Linked DNA regions of Gossypium hirsutum: region 2 is linked to region 1. A link is a contact called in public Hi-C data. All regions are on one chromosome and are shown on one strand. Each heading gives the region's core, a stretch centred on a gene start, on an enhancer-like site or on the middle of the called end of the contact. The rest is flanking DNA. Distances are from core to core; before and after follow the strand shown. Region 1 holds the start of LOC107909663. Region 2 holds the start of LOC107909626 (protein PLASTID REDOX INSENSITIVE 2, chloroplastic).

What was found. A called contact is a pair of places that touch in the nucleus more often than the background predicts.
Region 2: a Hi-C map of leaf shows a contact between it and region 1, with 2.5 times the contacts expected there. The contact joins the promoter of LOC107909626 here to the promoter of LOC107909663 in region 1. A contact is called at or near these places in 7 of 34 Hi-C or Micro-C datasets (hypocotyl and leaf).

The regions. Positions count from the first base shown.
Region 1 is chrD02:62,100,509-62,106,352 of Gossypium_hirsutum_v2.1, forward strand. It overlaps LOC107909663, which reads right to left and starts at 2,631. Exons shown (of 3, transcript XM_016837279.2): 1 at 1,657-2,631; 2 at 544-794. The coding sequence starts at 2,318.
Region 2 is chrD02:62,323,909-62,329,752 of Gossypium_hirsutum_v2.1, forward strand. It overlaps LOC107909626 (protein PLASTID REDOX INSENSITIVE 2, chloroplastic), which reads right to left and starts at 2,405. Exons shown (of 3, transcript XM_016837231.2): 1 at 2,052-2,405; 2 at 1,832-1,927; 3 at 267-667. The coding sequence starts at 2,315. The coding sequence ends at 479. It overlaps LOC107909624, which reads left to right. Exons shown (of 14, transcript XM_041088352.1): 14 at 1-76. It overlaps LOC107909623 (DEAD-box ATP-dependent RNA helicase 22), which reads left to right and starts at 3,808. Exons shown (of 8, transcript XM_016837225.2): 1 at 3,808-4,261; 2 at 4,701-4,985; 3 at 5,160-5,273; 4 at 5,372-5,817. The coding sequence starts at 3,941.

The sequences.
Region 1 (5,844 bases), core at 1,381-3,880:
TTCATTTGTACCAACAATGACAAAAGCACATGGAAAGACATTTCGTTTTCTCCCTTTCCTGATCATAAGTTCATGCTCAAGAACACGTAAACAAAGCAGGAGAGAGGAGGTGCATTAGAAGTTTGTTTACGAGCTAAAGACAATAACTTGACAAAAAATGACAAAAGCAATGGATATGCTGGATACAATTTACCTTTCAAGTGTGCTCTACCATGCACATGATAAACTAAACACAAGGCGATATTGTAAGTAGCCATCAAGTTCCTAGTACGAAATCCACCCAAATGGATGATCCTAGCAAGCTTTCTGAACTCCATTTGGGACTATGAAAAGAGACGGTGCAGAAGAAAGATACAAGAACTAAATCATCTCAAAGCAGCAAAAATTGACAGGTTTACAACAGTAACAGTAGAAGAGGAGGTGAGAGTTTCATTAAACAAGATAAACATAAAGGTATCGTGTATGACTTGAACTGCTCGTAGCTCAAAAGGTTATGATTACAGTATGATTGCAACTTATATGTTTATGAGGAAGGTTCCTCACCGGATTCTGACATATCTGGCTCTGGGAAACTGTTAGATACAGGGAGTTTCTTGCACATCAAGTGCTTACGTCTCTGTAATGTCAACAAGATAAAGATACTATCTGTCTGAATAACATTGTATCCTGCTTTTATGTACATGTTGAATGGAGCCTCATCAATCATTCTGCAATGCAAATAAATCTCTTTTGAAGAAGTCATTTGGGATATTAGCTCCTCACTTGCTTTGAGAAGATGCCAACCGATGCCTCTCCTAAATGATTCAAATGCAAACACCAACAATTTAATTAAATTGAAAAAAAAAGAGAGTTTTTTTTAAAAAAACTGAACAAGCTGTGCATAGAAAATATGTTTATAATTACAATTCATAAGAGCCATTAAAGTACAAAGGATTGGAGCAACAATTCAGTATAGCAAATACCATGCATGGAATTAGTCAGCCTCTTGATTCCATTCTCAAACTAGAAAATTTTGAATTTGCAGATTAATAAGGATTCATGGAACCAAGAAAAATCAAGCATTGAGACTTTTAGAGCTATAACAATAAAATCATAAAAAAAGGGTTAAATTTAAAGAATCTAGTAGCTTGTCTATGAAATTTAAATTCCATCTATGTAAAATTCCATGACAAATTAAATGGAAGAGATCTGAATTACCATTACAACATTATTCAATCAATATCATTCCCAGATTTAGCAAATTGTAAAATTTGTATTCTGTGCCTCGAATTCTTTTCCATTTTTAGAGCCAAAGAACAGGCCATTGTACAAAGATGTGAAAAAACTGACAAAGGAAAAACTCAACCTGCAATGAAAGCTTATTGACCACAAGAGTAACTTTTTACATAATGGCTTGAACATTACAAATACCACGTTGTCTTTCAATTGGTGGTTAACCTACCAATAATCTTTGACCCTACTATTGTGCAGCCACCATTATCCAAATGAACAACTCAACTTGGACTAAATTGAACACAATAACTAAGAGACTTAGGCATAATATGGTTTTAACATTACAAAACATCATGTCATAATTCCGTTCCAATAATATCCACCAAATAAAGAATACAGAAAACTAAAACAAAAGTAGAAGGAAAAACAAATGAAACCCTTTACCTTCTAAGCTCCTTTGTGACAGTCATGTTACAAATATATGGAGAATTCCTGGGAGGCGTAGGTGTAGGAGGAGAAGCGTTAGCACCCCTTTTGTCAAAGCAAACCTCCACTGTTCCAGCCAGTTCCTCACCTCTCTTCCCACCTTCCTCTCTATAGAACCCAACAAGAGTGACAGCGTGTGGCATCGAAGCTCTCCTCTCAATCAAATACTGTTTCACGAAGAACCTCAACAAAGCCTCGTATTGCAAGGACATGAGCATTGATTCAGCGAATGACAAAGCCAACAACCCGACAGTCATATCCATCTCCTCAATCCTCATGACCCGAACCCACAACGACCAAGATTCCAACTCTTGAAGATAAACGAAAGACTCCAAAGCTTTGAGCTTTTCAAGCTCTTCATTGGTTAAAACACGGCTTCCCCTATATGATTCATCGAGAAAGGAGTAGTATTGAGCTGGAGTGACGGAGTTGGTGGAGGAAGAAGAAGGGAGACAACACTTGAAATTGTAACGATGGAGTTTGCAGACACAAAGGAGAGGGTTTCTAGATGAAAGGAAGGGTACCCTTTTTATGGGATTAAATTCGGTTTGTAAGCGTGGCTGTTGTTGAGGATCTAAGTAAGGAGACAGCTTAAGTGGTGGTGCTGCTGCTATTGCCATAGAAATTGTTTTAACTTATTTGAGATCAAAACCAGTTGATGATGAGACAAATTTGGGAAACATCATCGAATAATTTATCAAGGTAAAATCTGCTAACTGAATGTCTTCCTCTTTTCGTAGGTGGGAATTATCTTTATTTACGATTTTGAGGGTAAATCTGATAACTGAATGTCTTCCTCTTTTCGTTGGTGAGAATTGTCTTTATTTACGATTTTGTGAACTGGCGAAGTGACGGAAGAACACAAATAGATAACCAGTTTGATCGGTTGAGGGCAAACCAAATCCTACCATGTTTGTCTCAAGGCACGTGTTGTATTATTCCTCCAATGTGTACTATATATACCTTATCAGGGTCTGGTTCGGGTAAGATCGAAGTCAAAATGTATACTCGTTTTTTAAATTCGGTTTAAAAAACGAGTTTAAAATTTTGTTCAATCTCAATTCAGATAAATAAATGTTAATTTCGAGCCCAACCTGGTCTGTAGTAAATTTTTTATATAAAAATAAATTTAAAATATATAATACATCAAGTACATCAAAATATTAAAATAGATATTTTCCAAAAACTTGAAAATATATTAAAAATATAATAACAAAATGACAGAAAAATAACATGAAAAAAAAAACATTAGTCAGGTTCAGGCTCAGCCCAAAAAAACTTACCCGAGGCTCGGTCCATTTAGAAAGCAGATCTTATTTTTTGTCTAAACTCATTTTTCGAGCCTATATTTATTCCAAACCCTCTCATTTTTCGGACGAGCCTTCAGGCCTAGACGGGTGGCCTGACCCATGATCAGGTTTAGTCGTAAACTATATCTTCATTTCTTAAATTTTTTAACATTATTTGATTCTATTTTATTTATTTACTCTCAAAATAATTACACAATCAACTCTGTCTATAACAATTATCCTCTATCACAGTATTTTGTTATAATAATCAAATTTTTAGTAGAATCAATTTTTTATACTTTATTTCACCCTTTTGTAACAATTTTTCATTGATTACAGCAACATCCATAGTTGTGGAATACATATTTATTAAGTTAGTTCTCTATGACAACATATTGTCTAAAATTTTAAATAAAATTATAGATATTTCATATAAGCAAATCTATTAATTATAATTTATTAATAAAAAATATTTTAATTAAAATATTATTTCAATAAAATGTTTAAATTTCACATCAAAAAATCTAGGAAAAACTATACAAATGATCACCCAAACTATGCTCGCGTTTCTGTTTTGATAACCAAATTTAAAATTTTTCAATTTAGGCACTAGCGTTTGAATCTATTCATATTTTGGTCACTCATCGTTAAATTGATAACGGAAAGCCTTTTTTCTAACCAGTATAATAACACATTTAATCATCAATACTTACATATTCTATCGATTTGATCCTAATTCTAAATAATTTAATAAATTTAACCCTTCTTATTTAAAAATTCTATTAATCATATTTTATTAAATGAAAATAATATTTTATAAGTGGAATTAAAGAGATCCATTCAATAAATTATTAAGTTTCCTGATTAAAGATTCTATTATGAATTCGGAACATTATAAACTTATAAATTGATTACTTGAATTTAATAACTCATGTTAATTAATTGAATTTGTTAAATTTATGAATTAAAAATGTGAAAGAATATAAAATAAAAGACGCATAAAAGCAATAATGCATGCACCTGTTATACATCTTTTAATGTTGTTGATTTGATTCTCGCTTTCTTTCTTTTTGAACACAATTCACACTTTATTTATTTCATGAAAATTCACGATATGAACTCTTTGGTAGGTTTATAACAACTACCTCTCTATAACAGAAAAAAATTTAATGGACGAATGGGATTCTAGAGACTTTACTGCATTTCAAGGTTAATTCTCTCTATTTTTTTTAAGGAAACCTTGATATTGATGGATGATGAGGTCTAGACAAAAAAAAAACACTTAACCTATAAAATGATACCTAAGCTATGTCATTTTTCATCTTGGTACCTCAACTCTTTTTTTTTTTTTGTCACAAGTGATACGTAAATTATTTTTTTCCAAGCTGATGCCCCGTTAGTTAAACTGTTAAGTCTATTAAAAAAACTTAACCCATAATATAGTAAACTAATTTTTTGTCACAAGTGATACTTAAATTATTTTTGCATTACTTATTTTACACCGAAGTATTATATCCGTAAAAAAATCAGCCAGTAAATAGACCGTGAGGTCATATAAAATTTAAAAACTAATTTTTAATTATTTTATTTTATTTTACATTATTTTTCTCTTTATTTTTTTTCTACTTTTTCTTATTCTTTCTTTCTTCTTCCTTTATAATGTTTGGTAATGCCAACAATACTCTAAATTGGTCATCTTGAGATTGAGATGCATGTGATTAATTCTATTTTTAAACTTCATCGCCTACTTGCCTGACCTAACTAGATTGGAAAAGTTCTTTCATCGATCAAAACCAATGTTTTAGGACTGGACAAGAATAGTCGGTTGGATTGGGAATCAATCCGGAGATAGGGGTTGAACTAGTTGACTTGTGAACCAATACAAAACATTTGAACCAACTAAAAATCTATTGAACTAGTTTAACTAGATTTCCCCCGTTTTTTTTAATTTTTAGTGAATTTCTAAATAATTTTTTAAATATATATATAAAGAAAATAATACTTTGTATTTTCTTGCTACATGGAAAATTTTAAGTGGTTATCTTTTTTTTAAAATATATTTAATGAGTTGACTAACAACTGAACTAACAGAGGTATCAATTTGAAAAAAAATTGTTTAGATATCAATTGTGGCAAAAAAAAGGTACCAAAATGAAAAAAAAAATGGCATAGTTTAAGAACTAATTTATGGGTTAATCCTTTTTTAAAAAAAATAGACTTAATAGTTTGAGTAATGAAAATTTTTGACGTTTAGGGACTCATTAAATACAAAAAAAAAGAGTATAGTAACTTAATCAATTAAGTAAATTACATTAGTAGTCATCCAACTATGATTTTTTTTACCACTCAACTATGAAAAGTTACAAAATGGTCACCCAACTATTAGTCGTATTATTTTTTGGTCACCTAACTATGACAACTTACAAAATGGTCACTCAATTATTCAGTTTTGCCTTTTTTGGTCACCCAACTATCTTGGAATTTGGGTGTTTCTATTTTTATATTAGCCAGCTGGTGACAAAAAAGAAGAAGATAAATTTGTAGTTGGATGATCATTTTTTAATTTTTCATACTTGGATGATAGAAAAACATAACTGACTACATGTAATTTACCCTGATCAATTTATTCATAAACAAATTCATTTATAAGAATAAATGAATTGAACCCATTTTATTTGAGATCGGCTTGTTTCTTAAAAGTGAACTTTAACTTCATATAAACCAATATATAGAATAAATAGAATTGCTAATAGATAGATGTTTTGTTGACTTTTAAGAAGAAATGTTGGTGGGCCGGGTTGGGTCAATGTCCGAGTCGGGCTTGGACTTTGAATGTTTGAGCCTAAGATCAACCTAT
Region 2 (5,844 bases), core at 1,155-3,654, 220 kb after region 1:
TTCCACCTGGTTGCAATAGATTGCGAAGCTCTATTTCTTATTAAGTAATCTAAATACCTCCTGGTTAGTCATGTAATCATGTTTTAGTTATTTTCTCTGTTTCTGATGTGAACAATTTGGAGCAACATGGTTTTTTCATATTAATCCAAAGAACAAGTTTTAAGTTCTCTGAACACCCAAGTGATAACGGGGATGAACTTGTCTTTGTATTCAAATTTGTAAGGCAGTGATACAACAGTTTCTACTTAAAAATCAACAGCTTAAAATTGCAAAATTGTCTATGCATCATATTCTGGTCATGGATATCTGATACAAAGCTTCCTTAAAACTACATACGATAACAAAACCGGCTCAGACACAGAATCACAATGACACCTCAATCTCGAAAGGAAGCAGGGTAAGAATAAATGCTATTTTCAATACTGAACTAGCTCTTACAACATACATTCCTGATATAAGGAGGCTTTTAGATTCTATGTTAATTGGTGCCAGTCCATTCTTTCCAGTCCTTGTCTACATGATCTTGCGCCCATTTAACTGCAGCACGTGCAGCTTGCGGTCCTCCAGGCAACCCACGCTCATTTATAGTATCAGCCATGTCAATGAAAGGTATGACCAAGAGTGTCCCAGGACCACCGTATTCAGTATGTAAGAAAGTACTAAATATCTGCTCAGAATAAACCAGAAACAACATAATTTGAGTGATTGTCTAATTAGATAGATCACCACAACAATATGATAGCGCTCAAATGAAATGTTTATTCCATTACTGCATACCAATTAGAAGCACTGGTTTAGTATATTGTTCTTTGCCACTAAGAACAAAGGACTTGTTTTCCGTTTATTCTCCCAACAATCAGCCTCTGATGACAGCAACAAAACACAAACAGGAGGCCTTTTCATTCATTATTTATTCCCCTTTATGGATAAGCTATTCCATTTGTTTAAACTCTTTTGACTACATACCTAGGTTTTCTATTTACGCAGATATTATGTAACTAAACAAATGACACACAATTATCTCTATTTTAATGAATTCTGCTCATGAACGACAAACAGCAAAGGGTAACTACTGCTCATGAATCCCTTCTGTTCATGGCATCTCTAGAGTGTGCTACCTAAGGTAATTGTAAGCAAGTTTAGGATTGAATGAAATGACACCATTCAATTCACTAGAATTTATCAAGCATTCTGCCTGTTCCTTGATACATACAAACATGTTCAAGTGGCATTATCCACGGAATATTCTTTGGTTAATTGTAAACCAATATATGCCAAATAGTAGAGGAATGCATACTTAAAGATCCTTATGAAACAGTGTATTTTTTCAATGCGAAGCCAGTACTAGGATTAACTTCCTCTTCTTCCTTTTCTTTGGGACAATGGGCTACCTATGACTGAGTATGTTCTATATGATCCAACTGTTATTACCACACTAGCTATGAGACAAAGGGATCTGAGAGAAAAAAAAGGTCAAAAGATTGATGGTGAGCTTATATTCCACCGTTTTCTAAAAAAAATGTCAGGTTTTCCCAGACAACTTCATAATTGACCAATTGAAACTATTTTAAACAGGTTCTGAAAAACCAAGCCATTCTCATTCATAATAATCTCATTTGAAGTTCAAAGTTCAAACCTTGTGATAAAATTGTTGTTTTAGTTTCTTTAGCAAGTGTCATCGTGATAATTATGAATAGGATGTCATATTCTGAAAGAAGAGAGATTTAATCACGCGTAATCTTCAATATCCACTCAAACAACAATCATACGCACGCCCCACCAACAATCAAAATAAGAAGAAAATGTTGTTAGAAAACAGAAAGAGGACTACCTCGGTGCAGATTCCTACAACTTCTTCAACCGAGTCTTCATAAGTATCCTTCTTGGACAGTTTGTTGAGCAGATGCGACCTAAATTTATCCGTTTCCTGAAGTACCATAGATGAAAAAAACAAACCCAACAAGTGAATTATCCGTTAACATAAAGTCATACCCGAGTTATTGGAAGGCGACCGCATGCTAAAGGGAAGAGAGGAAGAAAGGGGAACTTACAGCATCAGCGAATTCGGGAATTGGGTCAGGGAATTTGTACTCGGCAGCTTTGCAAATGAAGGTGGTGGACGAGAAAGAGAGCGAATTGGGTGTGGGGGCTTTGCTAGTTAAAGAAGAAGTGAAGGAGCTTTTGAATGCAAAGGAAGGGGAATTTGGAGTGAATGAATATGAAGAAGAAAAGGAGAAGAAGGGAGTGGGGGGAGAAGAAAAGGAGGGAAGAGAGCGAAGCGTGGAAGAGAGAAGAGCTTTGCTCAATGAACCCATCTCTTTCTGCTCTCTCTTATCTTCTTTTGTTCTTCTACTACCCTTCGGGGGTTTAACGTTTATCCTAAAACCCCTATGCTTTTTATTTTTAGTTTTACAGTTAAAGAAAAAGAAAAAGGTTAAAATCTTCCACAAGTCCCTTTGCTTTTTGAAAATTGATAATTTAATCCCTATATTTTTATTTCATGAAATTTAATCATTTTATTTTTCAGATTTCAAAATTCAGGTCCCACTGTTAATACTATTAATTTTTTTGTTAAATTCAAGTTATTTACAAATTTGTTTTTTAAAATTACATAGCTACCAAGTGAGTTTTTTTTATTTAAAAAATGTCATAGCAATAAATTTTTTTTAAAAAATAACAGGGTTAATAGTTGAACTTGAATTCAGAAATCTAAAAAGTAAATAGATTAAATTCCTAATTTTTGAAAAGTATAAAGACTTATAACACATTTTAACAAAAAAAAAACCCTAGGCCGGATATTGCCATCTATATGCAACGAAGAGAATTTTTTTTATGAAATATTGCTTTTCGTTTTTTTATACCATATTATAAGTAAAAGATGGGGTAACAGTACCAATTAATTCTCTAATAAGAACTTTAACCACTGTTGTATTTAAGTCAAAGACCGAAATACTACTTTTCTATTAAATAATTTTCAAACTATTTTATGTTATTCTCTTTCATAAAAAGGTTGTTATTTAGCATCAATTTTTCCGACCATAAATGTTTTTCTAATGCTATAAAAGCTAATTTATTATTGTTATTACAGTTGAAAAATGTTTTTAAAAAAAAAAGAAATTGTGAAAAAGCCATTGAGTCAGACTCGAGGTTTATAATTTCAAGTGTTATAAAAAATATTGGTGCAATTTATTGAGTTGGTTATCTAACTTTTAGTTACCAATTTTTCTTTTACACTTTTATCAGTTAAGTATTTTCATTTTAGTAAATCAACATGGGTGACAAAAAAATTGTTTGTTTTAAGTATTAGTTTGAGAAAAATTAAGAATTAAGTGAAAAAACAATATAAACTAAAATAATGTATTAAAATTTTGTTAAATTATACTTATTTATATCCTTGTCAAAAATTCTAAATTTATTTTTAATATTAAAATTTTAAATTTTAAAACATTAAATTCAATTAAATAAATTGTTAATTTTCTTTATCTTTAATAATGTCCATCAATTTGTAACTATTAAATTAAAATTAATTTATTTATTTTTTAAAATATTAAAATTTTATTTTATGTTTACAAAATATTAATAAATTTATAATAATTTATTTGATTCATTAATGCTTTATGTAATTAATAATTTATATAATTAAGCAATATTTTATATAAATTACATAAAGCATTAATTAATCATATAAATTATTACAAATTTAATAATATTTTGTGTAACACAATTTACCCAAAATACACACATTTTCTTAAAATTTTTGTACTTTGGTTTAACATTAGTTACGACTTACGAGTGAACAGGTAGTTTGTGGCTCTTATAAACAAGGCTAAAGAAGGCTTAAGCAGCGGTGAAGAGGATTAAACCCTAAACCCTGATCTCCTCCCTTCCTGCCAGTTTTAAAGCCCCAGAAAAATAGAAAAAGCTTATCTCAACAGTGGCAATGATTTTACGTCGCTCCACTGCGATGCTCCATTCCTTCAGTTTGTCAACCACCACCCCAAAGCTCCTCTCTCATTTCACTCCCTCCTTTTTTCTCTGTACTTCCGCACTATCTCCTCGAATCCGAATTTGGCTCAATCAATCCTACAGCCGCCGAACCAGGGCCTTCAGTAGCGCCGTTGTTACCGCCTCTTCTCCAAAGAACACTGGGACGGACACCTTCTTTGCTGAAGACACTGTTTCCTGGCAGTCTCTAGGCTTATCTGATCGGATCTCTCAAGCTCTCTCCAATGCCGGTTTCGACAGGCCCTCCCTCGTTCAGGTGCTTCACCTTCTTCTTTTGATGAATTCATATATATTCCTTGTGATTTAAGCTCCATTTCTCGTTAATTTTGCTGTTCAATGCCTTTTTAAAGAACAAAATGATTGGTATTTACTTTAGAGTTGGCTTGGCTCTTTACTTATTTGTTTTTGTTCAATCAATTTTGATGCTGCCGACAGTTAAAGAGCAAAATCTGAAAGGGGTAGAACAAAATTTTTTTACATCCATATATTTTATTATTCTAAACATATTACCGAAAACAACAAAGCAAATGCATATATCATTTAGTACTCAATATGTTTGAATTCGACATGGAGTTTTAGTTTATTGAGGCCAATAGTTAGTTTATCACCTTCGTTTTTTTTTGTTTTTGTTTTTTTCTATTCGACCTTCTCACTTTTAACTGGTGGCTTTTGGTTTCCCTTATGCATCATTATAGGCTGCCTGCATGCCATCTATTCTCTCCGGAAAAGATGTAGTAATTGCAGCAGAAACTGGCAGTGGTAAAACATATGGTTATCTAGTTCCTCTAATTGATAAGCTCTATGGTGCTCGGCATGATGCGGACAATGATTTGGAGAAAGCTACTGTTTCTTCACGTACCTTCTCCATTGTTCTTTGCCCAAATGTATTGCTCTGTGAACAAGTGGTTCGAATGGCTAATGATCTTTCAGGCGGTGATGGTAGACCACTTCTCAGAGTTGCAGCGGTGTGTGGTCGACAGGTATTTTTGTGAACATCAACACATATCTCTTTGGCATTGGTAGTATTCATGGTTTTTAATGTTATTGGAACTTAGAGGGTGCTTTTAAATTTTTTCAGGTGCATGTATATATTTGGCATTGTTCCTTTTTTATTGATAAAATCTGATGGTCACAAATATGACCCTTTACTACAGGGGTGGCCGGTGAATGAACCGGATGTTATTGTGTCAACACCAGTTGCTCTTTTGAACAGTATAGACCCCAAAAAACATCATCGTTCAGATTTCATTCGTGCTGTAAAGTATGTGGTATGTTTTCTCACTCATTACTTTATATTCCTTTTGGTTATTTGGGAAACTACAAGGCCTTTTTTTAAAAGAAAAAGTGTGTTTACAATAATTGGCAGGTTTTTGATGAAGCAGATATGCTCCTTTCCGGGGGCTTTGAGAATCATGTTATTCGTCTTATACACATGCTCCGTTTTGATGAAAAGCTATTGTCTCGGGTGAATAAAGCTGGATCTGAGAATCCTGTAGAACCGAGTTCTGATTCTGTGTCACACTTTGACTTCGAGGGTGAGGAAGACATGCAAAATGAATCCATCTCAGAAGCTGAGGAAATGTCTGAGGGTGATGTTGATGCTGAGGACTTGATGGAAGAAACTCAAACTTTGCCTGTCAAGAGAAAGGACTGGAGGAGAGTGAGAAAAAATTATGAACGAAGTAAGCAGTACATATTTGTTGCCGCAACCCTTCCAGTTAACGGAAAGAAAACTGCTGGTGCAGTGTTGAAAAAGATGTTTCCGGATGCCAACTGGGTTAGTGGAAGCTACCTCCATCAACCCAACCCTAGGTGCTAAAGTCTTATACTATTTTTTCC